Regions from separate parts of the Mus musculus genome. Here all the other regions are linked to region 2. The links are chromatin contacts, called in public Hi-C maps. All regions are on one chromosome and are shown on one strand. Each heading gives the region's core, a stretch centred on a gene start, on an enhancer-like site or on the middle of the called end of the contact. The rest is flanking DNA. Distances are from core to core; before and after follow the strand shown.

Region 1 (4,656 bases), core at 714-3,213, 250 kb before region 2:
TTCACTGTGGTTTGTGCTGTTTTATTTTTTTCTTCCCCCTTGTAGAAGTATTTAAGTTCAAAATAAGAGGGGTAAAAAAAAAGAAAATCAAGCTGAGAAAACTGAACACAGTTAATAGTCCCAGAGAGTAAAGCTAGTGGATCATGAAGTTCTCTGTGAAACTGAGGTTCTAACAGCCTCAAATAAACGACAACGGGCAGAAGAGAAAGAGGATGGTACAGGATTAATTTACACAATGTGGAAACTGAGGCCACATGCTAAACCCAGACCCTCATCCCCACCCTGACTGGACCAACCCAAGCCAGCTACTGAGCTTCAGGTTTCATCCAGAAGGCATGTGGGGACTGTGGACCAGAAACACAGTCACATCTTAAACCTGCTTGGCAAAATTCCTTTTTCAAAAAAAACACCGAGGACTGAACCCAGTGCCGTGCTGGGCAAGTGTTCTATTGGAGCTACAACCCTGGCCCGGGACCTTTTATATGTCAGCTTTTGCTGGACAACAAAAAAACAATAGTTATTCATTCAGGCAAAGTACATTAATAACTTCAAAAACACATTCTAAGGCAAACAGATGTCATCCAGACCCATGTAAGACAGAAGGGAGCTCAACTCAAAGTGGGCATTTCCAAACAGGTCCCAATGATAACTCCACTACTAAAGCAGATCCCCTCTCTCCTCCACCTGCCCCAGGGGCCCCTCAGCATAAACAATTCTCAGCAGGTAAGTCTCTGAGACCAGCTTGGTGGGAATGCAGAAGGTGCTGTGGACTGCCTATTCCCCCTCAGTGCCAGGGCGGAGTGGGCTCTGCTACCCAGGGAAACTCAGGGAGTCTAGAGTGGCTACCAATGATAAAGCATAGAGGTGCTGCCATTACGTCATTCTCTTGTGCATCATAGGATGCTAAGGTGGCTAGCCTGGGCCAGAATCCCAGTACCTACTGGCCACATGACCTGAACAAGCCATGTTAGTTTATTGCACAATGCAAATTAACAGGGCTCTGGAGAGATAGCTCAGTGGTTAAGAGCATTCACTGCTCTTCACAGAACCTGGGTTCAGTTCTCAGCACTCATGTCAGGTAGCTCACAACTGCTTATAGCTCCAATTCCAAGGGATCTCTTATCCTCTTCTGGCCTCCACAGTCAGACAGACAGACAGACAGACAGACAGACAGACAGACAGACAGACAGTGTACAGACACACATAGACAAACACACATACACTTTAAAAACTTAAAAAAAAAAAATCCAACTAACAGCGTGGGCGAACACTGACTGCCAAGAACCACTCCCAGCCCACGTGTTTCTGTATGTGGCTCCTGGAAGCCCGGCCCGGGGGACAGGCAGGAAGGTTTTGTCCTGTGTGAAGGGGCAGTGCTAATAACCAGAGACCCTGCAGGCCTCCCCAGCATCTGGGTGCAAAGTACTGGGTAGCCATTACATTGGGGTGGGTGCCTGGCTCCTTTAGGACTTCTGTTCAAAGGTTCATGTGGCTACAAGCTCAGCATGGACATGTTTCCCCGAGAAGGACCCAGTGGGAACTAGTGATAATAAAAGCGATAGTGATAAAGCTACACACCACCATCTCCACACGTGGCTGACAGGTAGATGCCGCTAGAAGGAAGTGTGGGAGGTACTTGTCAAGGATATGGGCCCCTCCTGTGGGCATCTGCTGTACTGAGTCACCCATCTCACCACATACCCTGGTTAGGTACTAGACGCTGATGTGTTCCGACTGGACCATTTCCAGAACACGGAAGTCACCTCACCTGGGTGAAATGCCTCACAGAGGCTACGGAACACCCTTAACGCTCAGCCACTCCGCCTCTGAGCAATGGCTGAGCAGCAAGGACAGGAAAGTCCAGCTCCTTAGCTGCCCTCGGCACCAAGTACTCCGAGCATAGTGACTGGGCCCCATTCTCTTGCACCCCCACAGCACACTCTGGAGACCCCCCTCCCCCCCATGACTCACACTGCCTCTGCTCTGCTTCAGACCATGGTGCCACCCACGCTTGGCCGCTCCCACCCTGCTGTGACACAACAGTGCCTTGGCTCTCAGCCCACTTATGCAACTTTCCCACTGAGAATTCCCTCTCAGAGCCATGGGATGAATGAAAAGAGAAAAAAAAAAAAAGAAAGAAAAAAGAAAAAGAAAGAAATTACGATTTGTGTTTAATTATTCAGAATCTTCCACCCACACAGAGCAAGAGTGCAAAGTTCTGGAAAATTGTGATTTGCAAGATACCAGCTACCTATAGCTTTTGCAATTACATCAGAGAAAAGAGGTTTACATGAAAGGCACAACTGGCGACCTATTAATTTGCTGAGAAAGAGCATTTGGAGGGTTTAATATCTGTATATCACAAATGAGCTTTCAAACAGCACTGCACTATGCAAACTTTTAAGGAGTTTTTGCTTGCCTTTCCCTGGCAGTCTTTCCTGCCTTTTCCTTCATTTCTACGTTCAAAGGTACCTTTGTGCCTCTGCGCCTCGCAGCTTTGGTACAGCAGCAGTTGCTCTCTTCAGAGCCCGACTTTACATGACGTCTCATGCCTCACATGCTGTACAGAAGCCCTAAAGGAACCAGGGAGCCACTCCCATCATAATGGCTACCCCGTAGTTTACCCCCAGATGCCGGTGAGGTCTGCAGGGTCCCCCATCTTTGGTTATTAGCACTGTCCCTTCATACAGAACAACCTGCTGCCTGCTTCTGGGGCCATGCTTCCAGAGGTCTACACACAGAAACACATGAGAACTCACAGAATTTGGCTAGCTTTGTGTATGACTTTGCTAGGAATGGGGTGGGGTTGGGCAGTGTCAGGGTCACAGTGGGTGGTGGAAGGGAGAAGGGCAGGCCTCAGCAAGCTAGGCTCTTCACAGAATCGTTGGGGAAAGGCAAAGGTGGGTAAAGTCCTGCTCAGCAACAGGGACAACACCCTAAGGCCTTTAAGACCAGAGGAGCCAATAAGAGAGGGATGTCATCTTGCTTAAGGCACCAAGCAGAGAATGCATGAGGGATGGGCCCAGGATTCTGAGGCATCTGTTGGCAAGGCTAATCTTTTCGGTAAAGAGAAGATTCACAGAACTGGGGACATGGCTTGGGACAGGCCGGGTGTGCACAAGGTTCCCTCTTCAGTAGAATGGGAAAGGCTTTACAAAGATATCCTAAAAGTTATAAATGACATCACTTCTGTATTCCGCCTCGGGTGCAAGCTCTCGGGGGTAGATCTTGAGCACGTCCGTAGCTCTATCCCCAACATCTTTAACTGCTCTGTCTGTGTACCGAAGGGATGAATGACACGGAGCAGGAAGAGGGATCTGTGAGTGGGTTTCTAACCAGGCCACAACAAGCCAGGAAGAGATCTACTGACCGACCGTCCTGAAAAGTGTTTCAAATCTCCCAGCAGATACACAGCCTCACAGAGCCAAGCCAGCAATGAGTCAGGGAAAGTGATGGGCTGGCTAGTCTTTTGTCAGCGGGACACAAGCTACAGTTATCTGAAAGGAGGGCACCTCAGTTGAGAACATGCCTCCAGAAGATCAGGCTGTAAGGCATGTCCTTAAATTAGTGACTGATGGGAGAGGGCCCAGCCCATTGCGGCTGTTGCCATTCCTGTTTATAGAACCCAGGATGGCTTCTACAAGAAAGCAGGCTGAGCAAGCCATAGGGAACAAGCCAGTAAGCAGGGATACTCCATGACCTTTGTCTCAGCTCTGCATCCAGGTTCCTGCCCTGTTTTGAGTTCCTGTCCTGACTTCCTTCAATGATGAGCTACAATGTAGATGTGAAGCCAAATAAACCCTTTCCTAGCCAATTTGCTTTTGGGTCACAGTACTCCATTGAAGTAACAGAAACCTTGACTAAGACAAGTGAAGATCAACAGACAGTTCAAACTCCAAGTGGCAGTGACAGACGACAGGAGGAACGTTTACAGAAGGCAACGGGGGTGGGGAAGGAGGAAGGATGGAGGGAGGTACCTGGGTCCAGCACAGCTCCTTCCACAGTGACGATACAGAACAATTTGATGAGATCTCCCCGGGTGACGGATGGTGTGTCTGAATGCACAGAGGCGTTAAATGTGGGACCTGGAAGACAGTAATGTGTAAGATGCATAATCTTCTTTCACACAAGCTCAAAATTCATTCCTAAAGCTCCAAGAGCATCTAAATGTGGCTCTCTTTTCTGGGAATCGGTCTACAAAAAAACAAAAAACAAAAAACCATGAACTAGGCCTTCTAAGATCTCCTTTCTCTATGCAGAGACAGTCGGATCAGGAACATCTACCTGAATTCACTCTTGACTAACTCTGAATGGAACTTTCTCTGCTTGACAACCACAGCTTTGCTTGAAGAATATGCTTGCTTCACGCCCCCCGCCCCCGAGCTGGTAAGCTTGGGCTGCTGTCACATTCAGTGTAGTTCAAACTAGCCAGGGTGGTGTAGAGATCAGAGGGTCAGGAGCTGACCGCGTGTGCTTTGGGTCACAGTTGGGCGAGTGGCCTCTGTATGTTCTGCAATACTGATGGGGACAGAACCCTGAGACCCCAGTGTTAAAGGGCTGAAACCCAGTTAGGAGAAAGACCCACCAATACTGGACATGTTTAGATAAAGTATGGTGGGGCACTGAGAAAATGCCAGGATTTCAGGGGAAGCTGAG
Region 2 (4,569 bases), core at 1,823-4,322:
GGCCTCTGTCTGGTTTGTGGCTCCCCAGGGTGGGGCATTCCCCTCAGAAGAAGTGTCTAGAACACAGGCAGCCAGACAGATGAGCCACCTAAGAGAAGCAGCTGAGCTGTCTGGCACTTTGTGACTTAGCCTCTGGAGGCCACAGCACCCCTTCTACTACGCCGGTGTTCTACAGAGTCACAGAGCACAAGTCGGAGAAAAGAGGGATTGGCATCTTTCTTGATGGGAATCATGTCAGAGAGGCAGCCCTGGGTGCCACAGGACTTGCAGCTGTGTGCCCTCCAGACCTCCATTCTACCCAAACCTCAGCCAGAGCCCTGGGCATCTTTGAAAGTCTGTTCACTTCCACCTCCTGCAAAGTTAGTACTTCAGCCAAGTGGCTCCCGATCATGTGCTCACACACCTGAAACGTCAGGTCTGGACGGTGGGCACAGAGAGCAGCAACGGACGACTGGGTGGCTCTCTGAAGACATGAGAACATTCAAAGCCCTGACAAAGTCTGTGACCTGGACCTAGCCGTCCATTTCAACATTCGCTTGAAACACTTGAAAGAAGTCTCAGGGGACTTTGAAGTCATTCTCCCAATGGAAGGGTTGGAAGCTGATAGTCATCACACCCCAAGGTAGGAGGGATGCTTGGCTTCCTTGGGCCCCTGTTCTAGCAGGAGAGAAGGAACATAGGATCCGGTACAAGGAAGGGCAAAGGCTAGCACAGAACTTCCACAAGAGCTACTCAGTCTAACAAAAGCCAGCTTTATGCACTTTCTAGAATAACTTCACATCTGACACCTAGCCCATGCAAGAGAAGGACCGGGAAGAGCTGGTCTTCATTCCATCCTTGTATAGCAGAGGCCAAGGCTGGAATTCAAAGCCTGCCAAGCAAGCTCTCGGCCTCTGTTCTAGTGACCAGTGAGCTCCTAAGAAAGAAGCTCTCATCTGCCTTCCCAGGGAGAGTGTCTCTGTGGGCTGAGGGAGAGCTCAGCGGTGGAGCTTGCCCAGGAGTTTGCAAGGCCTCAAGTTTGATCTCTGGCCCCACCAAAAGAATAAATGAAAGTCTGTATCTATGTGAGCCCTTTCCCTGGGGTTTCAGGATTCCAAGTGCTGTGTGACCTAAGTTTTAGCTTTTCCTTTGTATCAAGGTTGATGGAACAGTATCTGTCTCACCTGGGATGGTGGTATCTGCTTCTCAACGCAGCTTTGGTTGAGACGTAGGGCACAAGTTTACCCCCAGCACACCAAGGGCTCTACCCAGCATTGTCTGGTATGGGCTATCTGGTATACCTCCCTCCATTCCTGCTATGATAATGGAATGGAATTACAGATTGTTATAAGCCACCATGTGGGTGCTGGGAAAAAAACCCAGGTCCTCTAAAAAGCACCCAGTGTTCCTAGTGCTCTCCCCAGCCCCTTGAGGCCCAATGTCCTCGGGGTTGCTTCTCTAGTCTTGATCCACCATGTCCGTGCCTCTTGTTTGATTTGGAGTCACACTTTCCCTGAACTCATGCTTTTTATAATCCCATGTTTTTATACAGTCTAAGAAACAAACATCTGGCTTCTACTGGATTCGTGTGTGTGTGTGTGTGTGTGTGTGCGTGTGTGTGTGTGTGTGTGTGTGCTCGTGCATGCACACACGTGTACACACAGGGTAGGTGGGGGTTGTTTTAAATGCACATGTGCAAGCCAGAGAACTCTTAGGAATCCATCCTCCGGAAAGCCATCTACCTACTTTAAAACAAAGTCTCTACGTTACCCGGAGCTCCTTAAGTAAGTTAGTCTGCTGGCCAGCCAGACTCAGGCCTCCCCTCCCCTCCCTGGAGCAGGACATTAAGTGCACATTAACAACCAGTGTTTCCACCCAGGTTCTGAGGACCAAACTCAGGTCTTTATACTTACAGGGCAAGAGTTTTACCAAACGAGCCGCCCTGCCCCTGTCATTCCACCATTTGAGTTGCGCTTTCCCATCTGTTTTCTCTCGTCTACCCATTACACACCCGTTATCAGATAATGCAGGTGGCTTCTGTTCTCAGCTCTTTCAAAATCCTCTTAAGAAGGGAAAGCCAGGGAACCCCTGAGTCTCTCTGCACCCCTGGGAGCCCCACCTTGCATCCACCCTGTCTCTAGGAGGGCTCTAAGTTCTCCTTTCTGTGAAATTCCCCCAAGTCTTACAGAAATCCTGTAACGACAAGTGAATAAATTAGCAAACAAATAAGACAGCCTGGATAAAAGTCGGAGGATTCCACCACTCAATATAAAATAAGACCACAGAAATGAAGGCATACTGAGACCAAGGCTGAGTGCTGAGGTTTGTTTTTCTCTCAAGAGAGACCAGGCTGTTACCAATGGTTAAGGCATCGGAGCCAAGGGGCAAGGGACCATGACCTCTAGCTGAGCCTCAGCTCAGTACAGCAGATTTATGACTGTGGGCACAGACACAACCTTTTTCCCCATTACAAAGATGCATTCTGTGGGGTGGCTAAAAGTCCACAAAACCGTTTCATCGTTTATGGTTACGAAGCAGCATAAGCTACTCCTTAATAGATTATCCTGATTTCCCAAACAAACACCAGAAAAATGGGACTTAGGTCTATTGTAGATCCTAGTTTGGAATCAGTAGGGAGCCCCAATAGTATTTGACATTGTGACCTCATGTAGAAGCCACTTGTGCATCTCTGAGCCTCATCAAAAAGAACTAGCAATACAGAAAGTCCCCGGATAAGGGGTCCAATCCTAAAACTACCACCACCGAGAGCTGTCATCTGTCCCTCTCCATGGTCATGGGGCAGTATCCTGTGCCAGCTCCTGCCAAGTGTGTATTAGTAAGTTCTGAACTGTGTTAGCAGCTTCGTGGTTTTCTGTAGCCTTTTGCAGCCTAGAAAACAGTTTCCAGCAAGAAGCCCCTGCTGTTCGATCCATTACGTGTGAAAACAGATAAGCCTGCGCATGTCCGCTGGGGGCTGGCAAGGGGAGGGAACTTAAACAAGAGCTAATTTGGCCTGTGGGGACTAGCTGAGGAAGGGCAAGCTGCTCTGGCTGGGAGCGAGGGGCTGGCAGAGGAGTCTGCCGCATACCGTGGCCACTTAAGGCTGGAGCACATGAAGGTCTGTTGTCCGCGGTTTGAAGAACGTTCTGCAAAGGGCTGGTTTACAGAAGGGGAAATTTTGATCTCACAGCACAGATCCGGTTTCCTGAGAACCATCTGCTTGTTTTTCTCCTTCCCAAAGAGCCCACAATCTCTTGTGGGAAAAATTCAGAATGTTATTGGCTTTCCGAGGAGAGGGGATTGGAAATGCCAGATAAATAGAGACTGCAAGCGACAGGGTTTCATTGTGTTCCCCTCGGGCTGTTGGGGAGAGCCACATGGTGAAGCCGTGAGACTGTGGATAGAAATGCAGAAACAGAACTGTGGGCTGGGGACAAAGCAACAGGGGCTCTGCTGTTTAGCCAGACCACACTCACGTTCCCTGTCACGTGAGGGGCAGGCAGCATGGACCGCGTGTGTCTTGCAAAACTACATGAGGATCCAAGGAGAACAGGGATATATAAGAATCTTGGGACTCAGCCGGGCAGGTGCACTCGCGTCTGCTATGGAGATGTCACTTAAACCCAGCCAAAGCTAAGCTGTTCATCTGCCCACGTTTAAAGCAAATCTTAACTGAATTCTGTACTGGAATGCTTTTGTCTGCCTGTGGCAGGAACCCAGTTTAAAATGCCTCACTCAAACTAAGGACAAGAGCCTTTAATTCACCCAACCAATCAATTGATGGTGCTTTACTGAGAGCCTGCCTGGTGCCAGGAGGTGTTCTAGAAGTTTCTATATTCATTAGCAAAGAAGACGAGCCCACACGTTCTAAGGGTGCTGATGAGTGGGTATAGCCACACAGATGTAAATATGAGTCTGTCAGGTAATGGTAAGGTGTTCTAGAGAGACGAAGCAAAGCCAAGGGTTGGAGTGGCAAGAGGGTTCCATGTTAGGCAGACATGGTCTCAATGGCTCACCTGAAGCCTATGTGGCAAATGGGAGCCAGCCATACTGCCACTTGTGGGAGACCATGGCTGAGAGACAGAATGGCATGTGCAAAGGTCCTGAGGCAGGAGCTAAGAGGCCAGTGGGGATGGAGCGAGCTGACAGGATGCAGAATTAGGAGAGTTGCTCAGAGGGGAGCAGCCAGGTGCTGAGGATTGGGGTACTGCTCTTGCAGTGTCTTTAGGGTTCTGAGGAGAGTAGCTGTCTCCTGTGACTTCAGGTTTTCAAGCCTGACTTGGCAGAGGCAGAGAGACCCCTATGCAGGTTACTATGGGGTTTGAGTGGGAGGATTAGGAGGGTGAGGTCAGATGTAGGGAGAGCTTGGGGTCAGAGGTGGTGCTGGCCTGATTAGCCTGTGGATGAGATGCAGGGGTGGGGCTCAAGCATGACATGAGTGGAGGCGGTAAGATCAAAGCTCTGTTCTCCCGTGTCTATTGGTATTCTACTCTGACTTCATTTTCAGCTCTTCACATATGGTGCTAAAGATGTCTACTGTCAGCTCAGACCTGTCTGGAAGTTCTCTCAGAAGACTAATGCGACCTGAAG
Region 3 (4,728 bases), core at 321-2,820, 200 kb before region 2:
CAAACAAACAAACAAAAAAACCCACCTTGAGGCAAGCTGTACCGTTGACTAGACAGAATAACCCAATAAACACAAGATGATTTAAAATGTCTCTCTGACCATGGACCACAGACAAGGCTGAGGCACCAGCTATTCATCCACAAGGATTACTTGAGCACATTCTATAAAATGAACAGCTGCTGGAGACCAGGCACTGCCTAGCATCCCTCGCCACTCAGCCATGCTCAATCCTCTCCACCTACAAACTGGCCAGCACTGCCTGCCAAGTTCTGTGTGAACACCTGCTTCTCTCTGAGCCACACATCTAAAGAGAAAAGAGGCTAGCATCAGGCTTAAACTTGCAAAGGGACAAAGATGCCTGAGCCGAACCCAGGGTAACACTCCCTGACTCCCTACATGGTTAGATTCTGTATTACTGTTTCTTAAACCAGTCTTTCGTCTTCCTCTGACTCATGCATCCCTCCTCCAGCAGGACCTAGAACCTGTTCTTGAAGTTCAAAGGTACTGGGGGTGGAGTGGAGTCTGTCCCAGCTTCCCGGATAAGGCTCAGTAAAGAGCAGAGTGTGAGCCTTTGTCATTCAAGGAATCAGATGGGAAGATTCTGAGTTTGTGTGGCTTTTAAAGAAAAGATGGCCATTAATAAGACAGGAATGAAACTGCCTTGCATTCAGAAACTCTTTGTGTAGACTCACTGTGTGTAGAGTCATAGGAATTGTCAGGCCCCCTACTGGCCTATAAACAGGCATTGGTACAGCACAGATGGGGGAGGGGGTGGTCCTGCTACCAGAAAAACATCAAGTAATTAAAGGAACCTAAAGCATTTCGGGGAAAGTCTCAGCCTGAAAAACAAACAAAAACAATTGTGTTCAACTCTATCACATGGCATGAGAGACTTAATCAGATGACATTTTCCCAAGACTCAGCCTTTTCCATGTAAAGACTCTACATGTAGCCAGGCATGCCCCACCTTTTTATATAGAATGACCTCAATGAAGTCCAATCTGGGAACCATGTGATCAAGTTACTTAAAACAAAGAAACAAACAAATAGTATGCTTTAAGTTTATGGCTTTGTGTTGGACAACGTGTATGGCATGTGTGGCTCTTCTCAAAGGCTTGCAACACACCCTCTCCCTTACTCGTCATCCTGCACTCCAGCTGCAAGCTTTCTTTATTCATTCAAAGCCAACTTCCAGGAAAGGGGGGGGGGGTGGCGGGGGCACACACCTGTAATACCAGCACTTGAGATAAAAAAAAAAAAAAGGATCTTAAATGTGAGGCCAGATTAGGATTTATCATGTGCTTTCAATACCAGCCTGGTTTCCATAGGGAGACCTTGTCTCAAGAAAAAAAAAAAAAAAAAAAAAAAAAAAACAGAAAATAAAACAAACAGCCAACAAGCTCTTATAAACCAGTGTATTTCTTTGCCTGCATTCTTCCATCTGCTTGGAAAACCCACCCCCTCTCAGCCAGACAAAACCTACTGAATTTCAGGACCTAATGAGCTTAAATGAGTCCACACTGCTGAAACAGCGCCCACCCAGACAGTGTTCCTCCGGTGCCTACATAGGGCCAGCCCACCCATGAGCATTCTGGGCTGTCAGTCTCCCTCACTGGATGTGAGACTAGAGGGACAGATGGCTTCCTGCACACCAAATCCCCAGCCCAGCTTGATGACGTGGTACCTGTGGCCACTTCTCACTCCGTGAGGTCCTAGAATCTCAAAGGCATCATAAACCTTTGGCTCCTCACCCTGGTGGGTTAACGGGTACTTAATCCCATTAATTTTAGAAACAGTCCCTCACTGAGACATTTTCAACCAAGCTCTTGGCCGAGCTCCTCACAGAAAGTGAAGGGCACCTGTCTGCAGCAAGTGTGGCACCTGGCAAAGTCAACGAGATGAGCTGCAAGCAGCACAGCAAGTGACACCTGGCCAGTCTCCATATTCTCAACCCAGCTCCCAAGATGTCACAGTACTCCACTTTGCGGTAGTAACAACCAGGTACCCAAGTGCTTCAGCGCCTTAATGAAAGGCTCTCTCTTAGACATGCCACTAAAGCCTTTAGAAAGGCATGCACAGAGCCAGGGGTGACCCTGGCAGTGACACCAAAGAGCAAAGCAGCACACCTGCCTTCTTAGCCTTTCTGCCGAAGCTCCTCTGTCTGAAGTAGCAGAATGCTCTCCAACTTCCGTGAACTCTCCTAAACTTTCAGCCTTTAACAATCGCTGGGCATGGCTCCGATGCCAACTCTCTCTCCACTGATGTCAAACCTGTCAGCTATGGAATCAAGGGACCGTGTCTATGTCCTTATGTGCCCCAGGTTCTAGAATAATGACTGGCACAGGGTAGATAATAAATAATGGCTTGAGTGAGGCAGACAGTGAGACGTGGCATGGGCTTCAGGCAGCAGCTTCACTGTCCTACCCTGAGACGTGGCTCAGAGCTGGCTGCCTGCTACAACAGTGATGACAAGCAGACGGTCTGTGGTTGGGACCAACCCAGCCACAAGGTGCTGGAAACAAGCACTGGTGTGAAGGAAGTCTGTTCTCTTCACTGTGAACACTAGGAGGAGTCTTGGAAGTGGAGTGGGGGTAGCAGATGCTGTTGTACGATGGGAGAGGCTATGCCAACCCCACAAAGAGAGGAAGGGGTGGGGACAGTAAAGGGACAATACATACTGAGAATCTATGAGGGGTGTGTCTTACATGCAAGCTGCCAAGAGATGAACAGAGGCATTCCACAGGAAGGATGGAGACTTTCTTACCGTGTGTATATGCATGTGTGTGCATATGTGTGGTGTGTGTGCATGTGTGTATGAATGTGTGTGCATGTGTGTGGTGTGTGTGCATGTGTGTGTGAATGTGTGTGCATATGTGTGGTGTGTGTGCATATGTGTGGTGTGTGTGCATGTGTGTGTGAATGTGTGTGCATATGTGTGGTGTGTGTGCATGTGTGTGTGCATGTGTGTGCATTGTGTGATGTGTGTGCATGTGTGTGAACATATGTGTGTGCATTGTGTGGTATGTGTTTGTGTGCATGTGTGTGGTATGTATGCATGTGTGGTGTGTGCATGTGTGGTGTATGTACATGTATGCATTGTATGTACATCTGTATATGTGTGTATGATCGCCATATAAACACTATATAATACGCACATATCCCACAGATGCTTTCTAAGCATGTACGTAAATCCAACCATACAAAGACTCACGCTGCTGCACACTGAGATGAACAAAAACCCTCCCTGCCTCTGTGACCCTCCAGGGGTGCCTGAAGAGAAGAACTTCCCCATTACTGATGTACCAAGTACTTTCTGGGACTCATACTGATATTTCAGATAAACCTGTTTGTGGGAATAAATGGTTATTAAAGTGGGACTCCAATGAATAAGCTACATGACTACGTAAACCTTGTTTCCGCAGAAAGCCTGCTAACATCCCATCCTTCCTCTAAAACTTACCTGTGCCTCTTCTCCGGGTGACAGTCCTTTGAAGAAACACTGTGTTAAACGACCTAAGGGGAACATCAGGAATTGTTTGGTGAGCTGTTTTCCTTGTAAGAAACAACCAAAAATAGGCGTATGGCCTGACTTATCACCTTCATTTAACAGCCTTGCTTCCTGGAAGTCCCAGAAGGCTTCATGTGCCGTGTGTGCATGTGGCTAGGGCTGCTCTGTGGGCACTGAAGCTGCTGCCAACACCTTTCAGGGTGACTTTGCAACAGTCTTCCTCTCCACCCACTCCCTGCCCAGAATTTAATATCCACAGCCCCTGAGGAGTCTTACTTTCCTAGCTTAAGTCAGCTAATCCCTAAATGGGATGCCGGGCTAGCCATGTTCATCTCCTCCCGTGGTCATTTTCCTACCTGAACACCTTGGCACTCGCTGGCCCACCTGCTCTGCGAACATTTCCCATGATAACAGCTCCTGGTCCAAGATCTACCCCTTTAATTCTGACAGCCCCATATGCACAGCCATCTAATAACTCATTCACTCCGATCCTTAAAAGCATGAAGGATCCACCCCTCTGTTCAGTTACAACTGGCTCCATTTCTTCTTGGGACTGCCTTTCTTAATTCCTTTGTCATGTGTCACAGTGTTGGGAACATGGTAAACATTCCCCGGTGCTGCAGAGGGAAAGCAGGAATCCCTGGTACTGCAAAGGAGACTAGCAGTGAGGCACAAATCATCTGTCCCTTCTAAAGCCACGGCCGGGCCCACGGACTAATATGACAAAGTACCCGCCATGTATCCAGCCCTCGGTCAGGCATCGTTGTCTTAACTTGGATTTACTGTATGGATTTCTCAATCAAGGATGACAGACTGTAATGTCTCCTAATAAATAAAAAAACATTTGGATGTTCCAGCTTTCAGAAAATGGAAAAACGAATAGCTGTGCCAAGTGCTTTTTTTTAAAAAAAGAAATTCTTCACTGCAATATAAGCTAAGAGGCAACACCCTGGATCCACACCAAGTCTGATGCTGTTCCTGGTCAGCCAGGGAAACAGTGTATTTAGAAAGCATGGCCCACCCCATCAGCTCTAGAATAGAGCAAAGTAGCAAGCTACTTAGCTAACAGAATTCACCCCTAAAAGGGTCTCTCCTAGTCAATATCAGCATATGGGCAAGTAGGATAGCATTGCTGAACTTAACTGCACCTCAAAGCATCCAGGGAGGACTGGGCCACAGGCAGTCCTTCAAGCCATAGTCCAGAAGCACAGGTCCCTACC

Evidence for each region. Hi-C and Micro-C count contacts between places; a contact is called where the count stands out from the background.
Region 1: a contact with region 2 is called in a Hi-C map of muscle stem cells, with 4 times the contacts expected there. The contact joins two enhancer-like sites. A contact is called at or near these places in 10 of 39 promoter capture datasets (the C10 cell line, cranial neural crest, embryonic stem cells and 6 more), 1 of 15 datasets of contacts at CTCF or cohesin (embryonic stem cells), 9 of 484 Hi-C or Micro-C datasets (CD8 T cells, bone marrow-derived macrophages, cortical neurons and 6 more), 16 of 115 datasets of contacts at active chromatin or transcription factors (CD8 T cells, the SCID.adh cell line, T-cell acute lymphoblastic leukemia and 10 more) and 4 of 9 other capture datasets (adipose tissue, embryonic stem cells, liver and 1 more).
Region 3: a contact with region 2 is called in a Hi-C map of cerebral cortex, with 2.4 times the contacts expected there. The contact joins two enhancer-like sites. A contact is called at or near these places in 8 of 39 promoter capture datasets (the 3T3-L1 cell line, the C10 cell line, embryonic stem cells and 3 more), 2 of 15 datasets of contacts at CTCF or cohesin (embryonic stem cells and pro-B cells), 35 of 484 Hi-C or Micro-C datasets (3T3-L1-derived adipocytes, B cells, CD4 T cells and 24 more), 20 of 115 datasets of contacts at active chromatin or transcription factors (the SCID.adh cell line, bone marrow-derived macrophages, effector CD8 T cells and 13 more) and 2 of 9 other capture datasets (adipose tissue and liver).

Annotation. Positions count from the first base shown.
Region 1 is chr3:101,046,113-101,050,768 of GRCm38.p6, forward strand. It overlaps Ptgfrn (prostaglandin F2 receptor negative regulator), which reads right to left. Exons shown (of 9, transcript NM_011197.3): 7 at 3,978-4,085. Among named protein-coding and RNA genes, the nearest start is that of Cd101, 19 kb to the left of the region's middle. Within about 2 kb of position 1,964, at least 107 of the 459 cell types and tissues checked have an H3K27ac peak or open chromatin away from gene starts, as enhancers often do. A contact at or near this core is called in CD8 T cells, adipose tissue, cortical neurons and 2 more, where this site is marked.
Region 2 is chr3:101,297,414-101,301,982 of GRCm38.p6, forward strand. No RefSeq gene overlaps it. Among named protein-coding and RNA genes, the nearest start is that of Gm32803, 3.1 kb to the left of the region's middle. Within about 2 kb of position 3,073, at least 80 of the 459 cell types and tissues checked have an H3K27ac peak or open chromatin away from gene starts, as enhancers often do. A contact at or near this core is called in CD8 T cells, the SCID.adh cell line, adipose tissue and 6 more, where this site is marked.
Region 3 is chr3:101,095,726-101,100,453 of GRCm38.p6, forward strand. All of the region lies in intron 1 of Ptgfrn (prostaglandin F2 receptor negative regulator), which reads right to left. Among named protein-coding and RNA genes, the nearest start is that of Gm52612, 11 kb to the right of the region's middle. Within about 2 kb of position 1,571, at least 34 of the 459 cell types and tissues checked have an H3K27ac peak or open chromatin away from gene starts, as enhancers often do. A contact at or near this core is called in the SCID.adh cell line, cerebral cortex, embryonic basal ganglia and 2 more, where this site is marked.